Regions from separate parts of the Sus scrofa genome. Here region 2 is linked to region 1. The links are chromatin contacts, called in public targeted proximity ligation maps. All regions are on one chromosome and are shown on one strand. The core of a region is the stretch at or near the end of the contact, and the rest is flanking DNA. Distances in the headings are between cores, read along the strand shown. Region 1 has its middle 45 kb from the start of METTL11B. Region 2 overlaps KIFAP3 (kinesin-associated protein 3).

What was found.
Region 2: a targeted proximity ligation map of skeletal muscle shows a contact between it and region 1. A contact is called at or near these places in 1 of 47 Hi-C or Micro-C datasets (embryonic fibroblasts) and 1 of 2 datasets of targeted methods (skeletal muscle).

The regions. Positions count from the first base shown.
Region 1 is chr4:80,830,499-80,833,792 of Sscrofa11.1, reverse strand. No RefSeq gene overlaps it. Among named protein-coding and RNA genes, the nearest start is that of METTL11B, 45 kb to the left of the region's middle.
Region 2 is chr4:81,068,111-81,071,404 of Sscrofa11.1, reverse strand. KIFAP3 (kinesin-associated protein 3) reads right to left here. Exons shown (of 21, transcript XM_021089425.1): 18 at 1,484-1,673. Among named protein-coding and RNA genes, the nearest start is that of SCYL3, 64 kb to the left of the region's middle.

The DNA.
Region 1 (3,294 bases), core at 538-3,037:
CCAAACCTCAGAGAGGTCTCTAATGCCAACAAGAGTTGGGGTGAGCCAGAGTCAGCCCAGGATCACCTCTGAGCCTTGCCAAGCCCAGGCTAAAACTGACTAGATGGCAAGACCACAGATCTCAGTCAGCTGTTGAATGCCAGCAGAGCAGGTGGCAGTCATGTTGACTTGAATGATATTTCAGAGGAAGAAGGAAGGGGTATTGCTTCTGAAGACCCTGCTCTTCCTTTATGGACCCTGAGGTCCCACAAGTCATCCTCCCCTTCCTCATTAATTCATACATCATTGTCTGTACTCAGGGCGAAGGAGGCTGTCAAAGATAATGAGAATTTGCACGAAAAAGGTGTTAACTTCTAAAATAGATGGTTTAAATGATTGATCAAACTAAATTTTATATTTGACTGAATTCTTAGTGTATTTTTCTCACTTACCTTTTGAAGAAACCCAGACTGTTTCTCATAAAATACTAACCCCTATATTTCTCTGCTTTCCTCATTTGCAGTGTATGAGTATGCAGCATGTGAGTTAAATTCTACCACATAATGGCTGACTGTAGCTGTAATATTTACCTTTTCTGGGATATTAGTATTTTAATGGGTGATTCTAAGAGGTCCACTTTTATAAATTGAAGGACTTAACTTTAATGTTTAGAACAGGATTTGGCGAACAGCCTGAAGACCAAATCCAGCCCAGTTTGTTTTTGTAAATAAAGTTTTATTGGAACACTGCCACACTCATTGTTTTTTACATAATGTCTGTGGCTGCTTTTTCATTATGACAGCAGAATCGAGTAGTTGCAACAGAGTCTGTATGGTCTGCAAAGCCAAAAATATTATTATCCAGCTTTTTAATGAAAAAATTTGCTGACTCCTGGTATAGAAGAATATGGTTTTACTGAGCTTCTTTTCCCATTCCCTTTTTATTCAGATGAGGTTGCCGAGATCCTAAGAGGTTAGCAACACGTCAAGGTCACAACAGAAGTAAGGAGGGGGTCAAGATATAAACCATGGAATTTTATATGTGGTGAAAGACTAGTGGCGAAATCTTTACAGATTTGGGTTCCTTTGAAGAGCTTTGTATTAACTAATATTCCTGAGATTGCCTGATTATTGTAAACTCAACTTATTAATAAACTCTAGAATAAAATAAAAAATAATAAATGAGGAGTTAATTGTCCTGGCTAGGATCCATGAGGATGTGGGTTCCATTCCTGCATTTCTGTGGCTGTGGTGTAGGCTGGTGGCTGCAGCTCCTACTGGATCCCTAGCCTGGGAATCTCCATATGGCTGCAAGTGTGGCCCTAAAAGCAAAAAGCAAAAAAAAAAAAAAAAAAAAAAATTCCCTTTGAGCTGGTGAAATCACCAGGCTTTTATAACAATGGAAAGACTCAGTTCAGTCAATGTGTCCCTGACATACCTAGGGCCTGCATTATGGGACATTCATTATCTATTAGATAAATAAGTCCCAAAGGAGGGTCCAGTGTGTCATGTTGCACAGTTTAGGGATTTGGAAGATAACCTTAAATATTGGTTGCTGGAATCTCAAATGAAATTCCAACTGGGAGGGTGTCTCTAACCCTGATCTGTTCTAAGAGTCTGTCAGAGAGACAAGGGCCATGTAAGTTAGTGCTGCTTCCCAGTCCCTTAAAGAAACTGAGCCACTAAGGAACAGAATACAGAATGGTTGTTAAGTTGCTGCCTCTGTCTCTCCTTCCTCGGAAGAGTCCTCTCCACCTGCTCTCTCATTTCATCTCCTAACCTCATGTTACTTTTCACCTCTTGCTCTTAAGAGCTGGCCCTGCCACCCCATTGAAATAGGAAGGGTTTTTCAGGCCTTACCTCATTTGACCCTTCTGAGACATCTGACATCTTTGTCCACACCCTTTTTAATAATGCTTTCTCCTCCCTTGGCTTATGCCCTGCTCATGTAATTCTCCTGACTTGTTACTTCTCCCCAGGCTCATTCTTCAGCTGTCCCCACCTCAAATAAGGACCCTTGGGTTCCTAATCACTATATTTTTTTTTCTTGGTATTTTAAAATTATAGTTGATTTACAATGTTGTGTCATTTTCTTTTCTACAGCAAAGTGACCCAGTCATACATACATATACATTCTTTTTCTTATATTATCTTTCATCATGTTCTATCCCAAGAGACTGGATATAGTTCCCTGTGCTGTACAGTAAGTTAAATCTGCATATAACCTTGGATATATATGTCCTTGTATATAGTCACCTGGAAAATCTCATGTATGGTCAACTGCTAGCTACCTGGACTTGTCTCCCATATCTGCTTTTAGCCCACATCTCCCTTCTAAACTAGAATTCATATCTATTTGTACATGGAACATTTCCACTGGATTTCCCTAAGTTTGAGTTTCCCAAACTTAGAAAGTCCAAAGATGAAAACACAATCTTTTCCCTAAACTTGATAGCTTCCTTGATATTTTAAACTTATCACCCGTGTACTCAAAACCCTTCATTGACTTCCAAGAGCTACAGGGAATAAAGTTCCTAAATTCCAAAATCCCTCCATGAACTGGCTCCTGCCAGCCTCCTCTCTTACTTAAACTTTACTCTCTCTACTCCTGCTATTTCTTGCTTTCTCCTTCCTGTGTTATTTTTCTGTTCCTCGAATCCCTTTGTCGTTAAGTGAGCACCTACTCAGCTTTCAAAATTCAGAAGGTACTGCCTTCTTTACCATCATCCAATAAGACACTGGACTCTAAAAAAGGAAGGCCCCAGGCCTTACTTCCTTATCTCTGCACTTCTGTGGGTCCTGAAATTCATCATCCTGAATGGTTGAGTAGCCATGAAAAAGGTCCTTTGTGGTGACGACTTACTCCTTGCTGGGCAAGACTTTAACTGGCTGCAGTTTGTTGCAGAATTTTCCAGTTTCCCCACCCATCTGGGATTATCTTACTAGACTCACTTTAATAGCTCTGGGGCCAAGTGAGTGGTAATTCTTGGAGAAATTTAATTACAGTACTGTTAGTCAAAATTCTTCTAGAGAAAACAATGCAATAACTGTAATTAGGATAATTTCATAGAGGCAGAGTATACCACTTTATTCAGCATTTAGGACTTTATAAAGAGGCAGCACAATGGGATTAAAGAGCGTGGAGTCTGAAGTCAAGGTGCCTGAGTTTGAAGTCTGGTTTAGTTATTTACTAACTTTGTGACTCTGGGCTAGTTTCTTAGCCTCTCAGTGCTTCAATCTGTTTACATGTAAAAAGGAGATGGTAATAAGAGTATTATCCTCCAGATAGGATGGTGATGAGGTGTATACTTTTATA
Region 2 (3,294 bases), core at 200-2,699, 240 kb before region 1:
TAATGACAACATTTCATCCCTCAAATGCTTATGCTTGTTTATTTTTCCAACTATGGCTTTTGTAAATTTTGATATATAAAACTGCATATAATTCAGAATTCTCATAAAAGCATAAATTGTACATTTTAATTATATAATAGCTCAAAGAAAAATGTTCATGATTTTCATTTTAAGAGGTTAATTTAAATAAATTTTGGAAATGTGGTATAACTTTTTCAAAATACGTTCTGAAATTCTAATTGTATTAGAACAACAAAGATAAATACAGAGGTGGTTAAAAGTTTATTCTGTTTTGGAAACTGGTCTTTGATTCATACTGAAAAGTAGCTATCAATCTTCAAAGCAAGAAATCTGATTCTAAGAAATTCTGATTTCTATTATCAAAAAATTCATATCATATACATTTTACATCACTTTACTTCATGAATATCAGAATATGTAAGGAACAGCTGCTTGTCATTACTGAACTAAGAAATCCTGGTTGGTTGAAATTAATGATCTACTCCATCTGGTTTGAAACACAAAGTGGTATTTCATAACTACTGTAAAGTTCAGTTAGGAAGAAATCTATTCAATTTTCAAAGTAAAGTATCACTTTTCCAGGATTCAAGTATCTATATCAAATACAAAAATAATGCAGCATTATGGGCAATATATACAATACACTATTATGAAAACATGAATGAGTACACAGTAGAAAAAAATGAGCCATCAATTCAGATACAATTATTTTAAATGCTTATTTCCAGTCTGCTACAGATCTTAATTAGAAATCCTTTCCTTCTTCTTTTCAACTAAATGATTTCAATAAAGTTATTAATATTGACAACAGTGCAACACATTAAAGGGCAAAACATGCAAAAACTAACTGTTCTTGCCAAAATCCCTGAAAAAAGGCAGGATGGCAGAATCAACAAAGTTATGATATATGTAAAATATATGTACAAATTAAATTTTACCTTGAAGATACTGGCAGTTTTGAATGAAAAAAAATTATTGCTGTAAAGTATCTAAATCTTCCCAACCAGAATACCAAATAGGGGTCGCTAGCTAGAAACTAAAGCAAAACCATGGCAAAATGAGACTGTTAAAATGAAATACATTGGAAGACTAACATAAATTAGTAAAATATACATTTAAATACAAGCAGAATAGAGTAAGATATCACTTTCACACGGAAGTCAGAAATCTTGAAGATGTCATTTTTAAGTTACACATTCTAGAAGGCAATAAACTAAGAGCAATTAATTTTCCTAGTTACAGCCTTTTTAATGGAGATGACATTAAAGATTAACTTGGAAAAAAATAATGGTGAGCTAATAGATTTGCTTGGTATGTATTGATGTTATGTCTGAAATCATTAGCCGAAGACTATTTATATATCAAAAGTGCTTACAAAGCTTGGCAATGAGCAAGGCTGATAGACTAAAATTGCTATTTATAGCACACAAACAATTTATTTTTGCTTTGGTTATCATCTTACCTGAGCTGTAGAAAAGGTCAGGTCTCTCGAGAATATCTCCTTCATGGATGTATGGCTCAATTCGATCATCACCATACAAGTACTGCTCACTCTCATCCATCTGACGACTCTCTACCATCTCCAGCCACTGAGAGTTATGCCAGCGAAACTTTTCACTCTGAATTTTCTTAGCCCATTCTTCATCATATTCCTGTGGCAAAAAATAGTCAATTATTTTTGTGTAAGTTTGTGAAGGAATTCCCTTGGCACTCAAGATAGTACTTTTATAAGAAGAGAATGGTGGGGGATTGTTTGGGTTAGAGGAAACATTAAAAGTACTTGTTTAGAATTATTGTATACAATAACCAATAAAAATCAAATACATATATTAAAGACATCTCTGTTTAGATTACCAATCACTACTGGCAATGGCAAAAATTAGAAAAGTTCAAATTTCACAAATTCTTTTTAAGTATTACTAGAATTCAGGTAAGCAATCAGACTTCAGCTTCCAAAAAGTTTTGTGACTATAATTATTGTGGCAGTGACAGGTAGTTAAGTATTAAAATTATATCTTTTGCTGCATCTTTTTGTTTAGATAACATTTTTTAGTAGAAAAAGAATCACTATTAACAACTGAAATGGTTTATTACAAAAACAAATATAATTTAATTCGATTCTGTTTCAACCACAAAATAATGTCTTATTTATAATTATTTCTTTAAATATCTCCTGCTTCAACCATGAACTCTTGAGGAGCAAGACTGTGGCTTATTCACATATTTGTGACATCTGTTTACACACAAGTCATTGGTGGATGTTTCTGAAGGACAAGTAGGCAAGATATAAGCTACAGCTGAACCTATCTAGTGCCCTACAGTTTACGGTTACTTCTGACAAGTATATTCACTTGAAAATTAATAGACAGTGCTACTGATAGCCTAGATAGAAAAAAAAAAAAGGCTTCAGGTATTTGTCATTTGAATCCCGGGGTCCTTAATCTTGAATTCCTCTGTCATATCTTTAACACTTTTGTTTACAATTCTTTTCTTTTCTTTTTTTTTTTTTTTTTGTCTTTTTGCTATTTCTTGGGCCACTCCCACGGCATATGGAGGTTCCCAGGCTACGGGTCTAATCGGAGCTGTGGCCGCCAGCCTACGCCAGAGCCACAGCAAAGCAGGATCTGAGCCGCGTCTGCAACCTACACCACAGCTCACGGCAACGCCGGATCGTTAACCCACGGAGCAAGGGCAGGGACCAAACCCGCAACCTCGTGGTTCCTAGTCGGATTCGTTAACCACTGCGCCACGACGGGAACTCCTACAATTATTTCCTTAAATTTAACTTTCAAATTATCAATATATCTCTTAGCAGTATCAGCTGTCACACTATGTGTTCTATACTGTACATCTCTGAAACTATATAGATGTTCCTTTTCAAATAAGGTTGGTGGAGGTAGAAGATATTTTTTGGCTATGGTAATGCTAATGGCAATTTTACCACCAAATTATTATTATTATTATTTTGCTTTTTTTTTTAGGGCCACACCCACGGCACATGGAAGTTCCCAGGCTAGGGGTCAAATTGGAGCTGCAGCTGCGGGTCTATGCCACAGCCACAGCAATGCAGGATCTGAGCTGTATCTGAGACCTACACTACAACTCACAGTAACACTGGATCCTTAACCCACTGAGCGAGGCCAGGGATTGGAACCTGCATCCTCATGGATACCAGTCAGACTTGTTTCCGTGAGGCACGACAGAAACTCCTACCACCAAATTACTAAGCTTTCATTCTTTCTAATGGTTATCTATTAATATTCCCATTAGGTA